2 separate regions of the Danio rerio genome follow, and region 2 is linked to region 1. The links are chromatin contacts, called in public Micro-C maps. All regions are on one chromosome and are shown on one strand. Each heading gives the region's core, a stretch centred on a gene start, on an enhancer-like site or on the middle of the called end of the contact. The rest is flanking DNA. Distances are from core to core; before and after follow the strand shown. Region 1 overlaps aff2 (AF4/FMR2 family, member 2). Region 2 overlaps aff2 (AF4/FMR2 family, member 2).

The links. A called contact is a pair of places that touch in the nucleus more often than the background predicts.
Region 2: a contact with region 1 is called in a Micro-C map of caudal fin, with 1.8 times the contacts expected there. The contact joins two enhancer-like sites. A contact is called at or near these places in 2 of 18 Hi-C or Micro-C datasets (caudal fin and an unstated tissue).

What each region holds. Positions count from the first base shown.
Region 1 is chr14:24,604,060-24,607,874 of GRCz12tu, forward strand. All of the region lies in intron 1 of aff2 (AF4/FMR2 family, member 2), which reads left to right. Among named protein-coding and RNA genes, the nearest start is that of aff2, 18 kb to the left of the region's middle. Within about 2 kb of position 2,187, at least 4 of the 62 cell types and tissues checked have an H3K27ac peak or open chromatin away from gene starts, as enhancers often do. A contact at or near this core is called in caudal fin, where this site is marked.
Region 2 is chr14:24,650,674-24,654,488 of GRCz12tu, forward strand. The region is part of intron 1 of aff2 (AF4/FMR2 family, member 2); the gene reads left to right. Among named protein-coding and RNA genes, the nearest start is that of aff2, 65 kb to the left of the region's middle. Within about 2 kb of position 1,983, at least 17 of the 62 cell types and tissues checked have an H3K27ac peak or open chromatin away from gene starts, as enhancers often do. A contact at or near this core is called in caudal fin, where this site is marked.

The DNA of each region.
Region 1 (3,815 bases), core at 937-3,436:
CCAACTGTCCGCCTGTTTTCTCAGCACATGCTAATTTGTCCCATTAAACATGCCTCGTTCACATCCAGCTGAAAAAGTAAGTGACGGTGTTGTCATTCTAGCTGCACCGGCGCCCTAAAAAAAACTTTTGGCTCTTATAGTTTGATAAAGATCGTAAAGGAACACATACTTATCAGTGAAGAAAGAAAAGCTGAGATAAGGAAATGAATTGAAGCTGAAATGCTTTTAAATGGAAGAGTATCTCGCTGTGAGGAGCTCATAGAGCTGTTAAGAGCCAAGAGGAACAAAAGAGCCACAGATGCGTTGAGACTGATCTCAGAGCAGGAGAGCAGAGCGCTTACACTGGACATGATAAGAGAAGCTGGACTCAATGAAACTGTCATGCTATTAAAATCCTGCTGATGGTGTATAGACTTCTGTTTTAATACTTGACCTTAAGCTTTCTTCAAAAAACATTGACGTTTGTATTTGTTTATTATTAGTAATAAATAATATTAACAACAGTCAATGTTTTTGTAAAATAACCAGAGGCGGATTTAAGGAAAAAGCAAGGTAAGCAGCCCAGTAAATCTGGGGGCCCCAATAAACATCTAAAAGTTAATAATAAATAAAGTAAATAATAAATTATACCTATAAACTATATATAACATCATTTTTATATTTTGTATGGTGAGAGTTAAAAATACAATTTTAAGATAATTAAATATCTATTATTCAATCAAATGTAATAGTATTATAATAATGTAATGTATTAATAATAATAATAATATAAAAAATAATATCCATCATGGAGCAGTCCAGCAGTAAAATTCATAAAAAGATGTATTTATTAGGGATGCTCCGATAAGGAATTTTGCAGCCGATACTGAGTACCGATTCCTTGTCATTGTGATCAACTGATACCAAGTACCAATAATGATGCTTCAAGCTTTGTATAACTTTGCCATAGCATAAGCACATTTTCCCTTTATGCATGAGATCTCGCCTTTACAAAGAGAATCAATTAAAGATGTTGCATACATTTAATTACAATAATAATAATAATAATAATAATAATAATAATAATAATAATAATGAAAACAACAATAACAACAACAACAACAACAACAACAATAATAATAATAATAATAATAATAATAATAATAATAATAATAATAATTTGATTATTATTATATAAGATTTATCATCATCATTATTATTATTATTATTATTATTATTATTATTATTATTATTATTAGTATTCATTCATTCATTATTCATTCATTCATTCATTCATTTATCTTTGGGCTGTGGGGGGAAACCGGAGCACCTGGAGGAAACCACGCAAATGCAGGGAGAACAGGCAAACTGCACACAGAAATGTGAACTGACTCAGCCAAGGCTCCAATTAGTGACCTTCGTGCTGCGAGGCGACAGCACTACCTACTGCACCACTGCGTCGCCCATTTTTATTAATATTGTTATTATTATTATGCTTTAATAATAATAATAATAATGATAATAATAATAATAATGTTATTATAATAATTAACAACAATAATAATTTCATTATTATTATTTTGTTGTTATTATTATTATCATCATCATCATCATCATCATCCTTCTTCTTTTTCTTCTTCTTCTTCTCATTTGGTTTTAAAAATCTCAATTTTGCTAGTTTGTTTGTTTGTTTGTTTATTAATCAGATGTAAAGATAATTTACTTGCATATGTGTTTAAAACTTGTTTTATCTTAAATCATAAAAAAACATTCTTAAAATGTTATCTTTTGAGGAGCAGCCCAATCAAAAGCATCCTTTATTCTCCATTTTAATTTAGTCATAAACAAAAAACAACAACATTGTGCTACCCCAGCAATCATTTTTCACAGTATGTTTGTTGTGCTTTACTGATTGTATCTGCTGCTCCCTTTTATAAAAACTCTTTGACATCACGTTTGTGAATGTGGCAGAATAGCTCTATTACTTTAGTCAGCTTAGATTAGAAAACACGTCTTCTAGAGGAGACATTCATATCGGCCTATTATTACATCAAGAGCTTTAGATGGGATGTTTCAGTACGTCTGTGTGATGTTTTCAGCAACTGCAGGTGAGAGAGTGTCAGATGCTGGATTGTAATGTTGATTCATGCATAAATAAACAGCAATGGATGTGTCTGACGTGCTGCTGACACTCTCATTGTTGAGTAGAGCTGAGTTCTGGCCAACTGTTGCATAATAACTGTGATAATGGCAGTGTTTTCCTCACATATCACAAGCCTTTACTGGCACAAAGAATTCATTCTGAGCAGCGCTGCTCTTTCTGTTTGTATGTTTTCCTTCTGAATTTCTCATTTCTCAAGGAGTTTCTTGAGGACTTTGTTATTGCTACTGTAAAATAACACACTTTTCATCTGTTTTATCCATGTTTAGAATTTCAGTGAACTTGTTTTCTCTTATGTAGAGCAACATTCATATTCAGTATTTTTCATTTATAGTATTTTATTGTGAATAAAAAAGTGTAAAGTGGGCAAAGCAGTGGCGCAGTAGGTAGTGCTGTCACCTCTCTGCAAGAAGGTCGCTGGATCAATCCTCGGCTCAGTTGGTGTTTCTGTGTGAAGTTTGCATGTTCTCCCTGCTTTCGTGTGGGGAAAACCGGAGCACCCGGAGAAAACCCAGAGTACAAAAACATGCAGTACAGGTGAATTGGGTAGGCTAAATTGTCCGTAGTGTATGAGTGTGTGTGTGAAGGGCATCTGCTGCGTAAAATCTTGCTGAATAAGTTGGCGGTTCATTCTGCTGTGGCGACCCCAGATTAATAAAGGGACTAAGCCGACAAGAAAAGGAATTAATGAATGAAAAAATGTAAAGTAATAAATTAAAACAAAATGTGTTATTGAACACACTATTGTGTTCTACATTTTAAATGCATTATCATTGTTTTTGTTAATATAAATGTGTTAATGTACGTTTGTACACTTTGTAAGAATTATTATGATAAATATTTAAATACTTGTAAAATATGTTGAATGAATGAGAAAATATAATCACATTTTATTGTAAAGAAAAAAAAATACAAAATACAATATATAAATATAAATATGTAAAATTCTAATTTGTTTAAATATTGAAAATTGTTCAAAAAGTAATGCAACAATTGACACTTTAATGAATAAATGATGCACTGTATTTCAATTTATAATCAATATTGTATATTTAAAGATATATCAATATTAAAAACTACTACTACTAACACTACTACTGCTACTACTACTACAACAACTATTACTACTACTACTACTACTACAGCTTCTAATAATAATAACAAAAATAAAAACCACAATAATAATAATAATAATAATAATTTGTATTATTATTGTTATTATTATTATTATTATTATTATTAATTTTATTATTTAAATTTTTATTATTATTTAAATTTTATATTATTATTATAATTAAATATTTCTGTAGATATTTTTTAAATATTTCTATTAATCATATCCAAAAGTGCATGAAGTCTTACTGTGACTGTGACAGTAACACTATAGTGTTTATTTTTTGATTGATTTATTGAGTAATAGTCTTAGTTTGTTTAACTGAATTGCTCAAAGTTGCTGACATTAGTGCTAGATTAACACTTTCCCTCTCTCCATGTTTGGATAATTCCCTCAGTGTTTGAGCAGTCACGTTCACCCTTGGTTTTTTCACGTCCTCTCGTCGCCTGGAAAAAAAATCGAACATTTTAGTTACTGTAGCACCGCAGAGATTTCAGGCTAAAATGCCCCATGAAGCAGCCGACGGGAAAACCGAGGCTTCACAAGTCAACAGAGGAATGA
Region 2 (3,815 bases), core at 733-3,232, 46 kb after region 1:
GTTCAGTATCCTTATGGGCCTCAGTTCTTAATTCCAAACAGCAATAGAAGGCTATCAAGTATTAATGCGAAGATTTTTTTTCTTTTTCTTTTTGTGCATATGCCTTGTAGCTTTACCTGCATGTGGAATCTGAATATGGTAGAAAGCCAAATGTGTAAATGAATTTGTGTCCTCCAAAGAAAAATTAGCCTTGATGGCGTTTTGTGGTTAATTGCCTATTCACAGGCTCATCCACCATGTCTGAGCAGCCCAGATAAGCAGACAAAACTCACTCAGGCAAAAAAGAAAAAAAAAATGTTGCTAAATTTGTACTTTGTCACCTAATAAAGACACTTAAGGACATTTTTTATTTATTTATTTATTTATTTATTTATTTATTTATTTATTTATTTATTTATTTATTTGTTTGTTTGTTTGTTTGTTTGTTTGTTTGTTTACTTGATTATTTATTTGTTGCTGTTTGTATTAGTTTTTTTTTGTCTGTTTATTATTTATTTAATTATTCATATATTTGTTTATTTATTTGTTAAATCATGCATTTATTTATATGTTTGTTTGGTTCTTTGTTTACATTTCTTTGTTTACATTTCTTTGTTTATATTTGTCTGTCTATTTGTTTATTATTTATTTATTTGTTCATTTATTTATTCATGTATTTTGTTATTTATTTGTTTGTTTCTTTGTTTATATTTGTTTGTTTATATTTGTCTTTTTTATTTGTCTGTTTTTTATTTATTTATTTATTCATTATTTGTTTTTATTTGTTTATTTGTTCGTTCGTTCGTTCGTTCGTTCGTTCGTTCGTTCGTTCGTTCGTTCGTTCGTTCATTCATTCATTCATTCATTCATTCATTCATTCATTCATTCATTCATTCATTCATTCATTCATTCATTCATTCATTTGTTGTTTGTTTGTTTATCTATTTATTTGTTTATTCAGATACTATACCAATATAAATGCTGCTTTTGTTACACTTTTTACATATAGTATCATGTACAACTTCCCAGTCTTGAATTTCTATTTAAATGTAAGTAACCCTTAATTGTTTGAATCTTTTGCCGACCAACAGTATACTGTATAAACATGTACAAATGTTAACTCAGTGTTTACTTAAACTGACGCTATTCTAATACCAAATATCTTTTTAAAAATGTATATTTTTCTGTCTCCAAATGAGATTAAATGTACTCAAACCAACAGAAAAGCTTTATAAAACAGATACAGAAATATCACAGAATCTGCCCATGCTGTATTTTAATGATTATTTATTTATGACTATGAAAAATGAATTTTTGAGTGAACTAACCCTTTAAATATTCAACAAGCATCCATTTAATCAAAACCCAAATTGCTGTAAACAATTGTTCCAAAGCAGTGGAACTTTATTAACATCACTGGTTTGTTCAAATCCGTTTTTCTCCTAAAACTGTCACTTTGAGGGTTTATTTAAGTCCCATTAAACACATGGTTTGAATATTGTAGGGCTTCTTTGAGAATCCAACATGTTTATATCTCAAAAAAAAAAAAAAAAGAGGTGGAAGACAAATCCCAATCTGTTGATTGATCATTTTATGTCGTAGTAATGAAAAAGCAGTAACCCCTACGCCCAAACGTTTATTACTTTAGTTTGAACATTTTAGTTGTTGTTATTGTCAGCAGTGCCGTAGTGAAATGATTTGAATAAAACCACTTACTTAAGATTCCATTTCTGCCAGCACTACTGGGGGAAAATGAATGAAAAATAATCCAAGCAGTTCATCCGGTGTCATGAATAATGCACCTCTGTGTGAAAGGTTTCACATTCGCCCGCTCATATGGCTCGCTTTATGTACCAGCCTTCATTGTCTTTGCCAATAGGGGAGCGTGAGCCAAAAAATCAAAAAAGCGGTTCGGTGCCAAATGAATCCAATGTGGCTCCAGTAAGCGCTTTTTTTTTCTTTTCTTTTCTTTTTCTCTTCTTTTTTTCAGCCTGGCTCAAACAGTCGACTTCAAACTCCCAGCAGTGACACATACTTTCCTCTTCAACAGCTTTCCTTACCCCATGTGGTGGACATTACCCTCTAGACTGACAACTTCTCTAGTTTCCTCCAAACCGGGCCTGCTCCGTGTGTGATGCCAGATGACTGTTATTTGGACCCCTCTGTAGCCTGAACACAGACCCCTGAAAGGTCACCGGAGGAAAAAAAAAAATCACTTAGAAAAAAAAGACAAAGTGTGAGAGAAACAAGAGTTGGCTGGCAACAAGGCATGCGCTAATAGCACAATAAAACAATACTGTTAAGCGGCCCTTGAAAATAATTGTCGATCTGTGTTTTTACTTGCTAAGGCTCCTGGGTAATAAACTGGGTAACGTTCAGTTCTAGCTGTAAAAATGTGTTCAGCCACATGTGTGAAAAAAAAGAGCGCGCTGTCCTTTTGACCACTTTTTATTTGGAGATGAAGCATGGGAACATGGTCCTGCAAGAGTAATTATTATAAAATAAGAGTGTTGGATTTACATTCGATTAGACATGGGCTGGTGTAAGAAACGGTATGAAAACCTTGGATAAAAATATGACGATTTTACGCAATCACATATTGTGTTTACTGCTCTAAAATATATTCTTTTTAAATTTCTGTGTAAAAAACAAAAAGTTTTTCCCTTTTTGAACACAATATAATCTACTTAAAAAAAACTTTTTTTAAGGATTCTGGAGCAGTAAACATGTCAGGCTAAATAATCCAAATAAATCATTGACTTCTGCTGTCTTCATTTGTTTCAACACACTGATTTATTTACAACTTAAAATGACATCTTGAGATAAAAAAAAAATGTAAATAAAAAGTCTTACAGACTACACACTTGCACACTTTAGGAACGGTATTACAGAAAATGTTGGCAGTTTTAAAACCTTGACATTTCCAAGCCACGGTTTACCTAAATCGCCCCATGTCTACATTCAATCCTTTTGTTTTCTAAAGAGTGACTGATGCAAAAAAAAAAAAAAGACTTAAAAATAGCTCAACCAATTATTAAAACTCATATAATTGACCTGTTGAACATGAATGCAGCATTTTGTTTTTCAAGCATCTAAGCTATAAAAATGTAATGCATTTTCACCGACTAAAATGTTGTTTAGTGTTATGTGTAATTACTGTCTGACAATCCTGTCAGGAATACTGCATTTTGAATCAGTATCATTTGATGGCATATTAAAAAATTCTAAGGATCCCAGTGCAGCCCCAAATTAAAAAAAAGAAATAAATAAAAGAACTGTCATTTTAAATTCTTTTACTTTGGCACTATCCTTTAAGTCAGTAGGTTTTACTCATTTGCCATCAAAATTACTCTTTATACAACGAACGTGACTAAGGAATGAATTTTCTCTAATGTGACATTGAATGGTCGTACAATGGTGACAAAAGAGGTCCTTATGATAATAATGAATGCCTTTAACACCAGAATATTAACAACTGAAATTTCAACTTCTTCAAAGCTTTGAATTGGATTACAAAAATATTCTTGGCCACAACACTGATGCATTAACAGTGAACAAAACATAACTTTATTATTTATATCAATATGTGATAGTGTTGTGTGTGTGTGTCAAATATAAGTCATATTTTTGGTTTATAAAAATGGTACAGTGACAGCTGTGCTATTTTTTTTTTTTTTTACAGAAGTCCTAAGAGGCCATGTGGTAATATATATTTTTTTCTCTTGTTTTTTATTTCTATTTTTTGTAACAATGCATGATGCATAATGCAATTTTTTGCTTTAACTCCTTTTCGCATAGTAGTGACTTCTTGATTGTGACTTGCTAACTTGGTTATT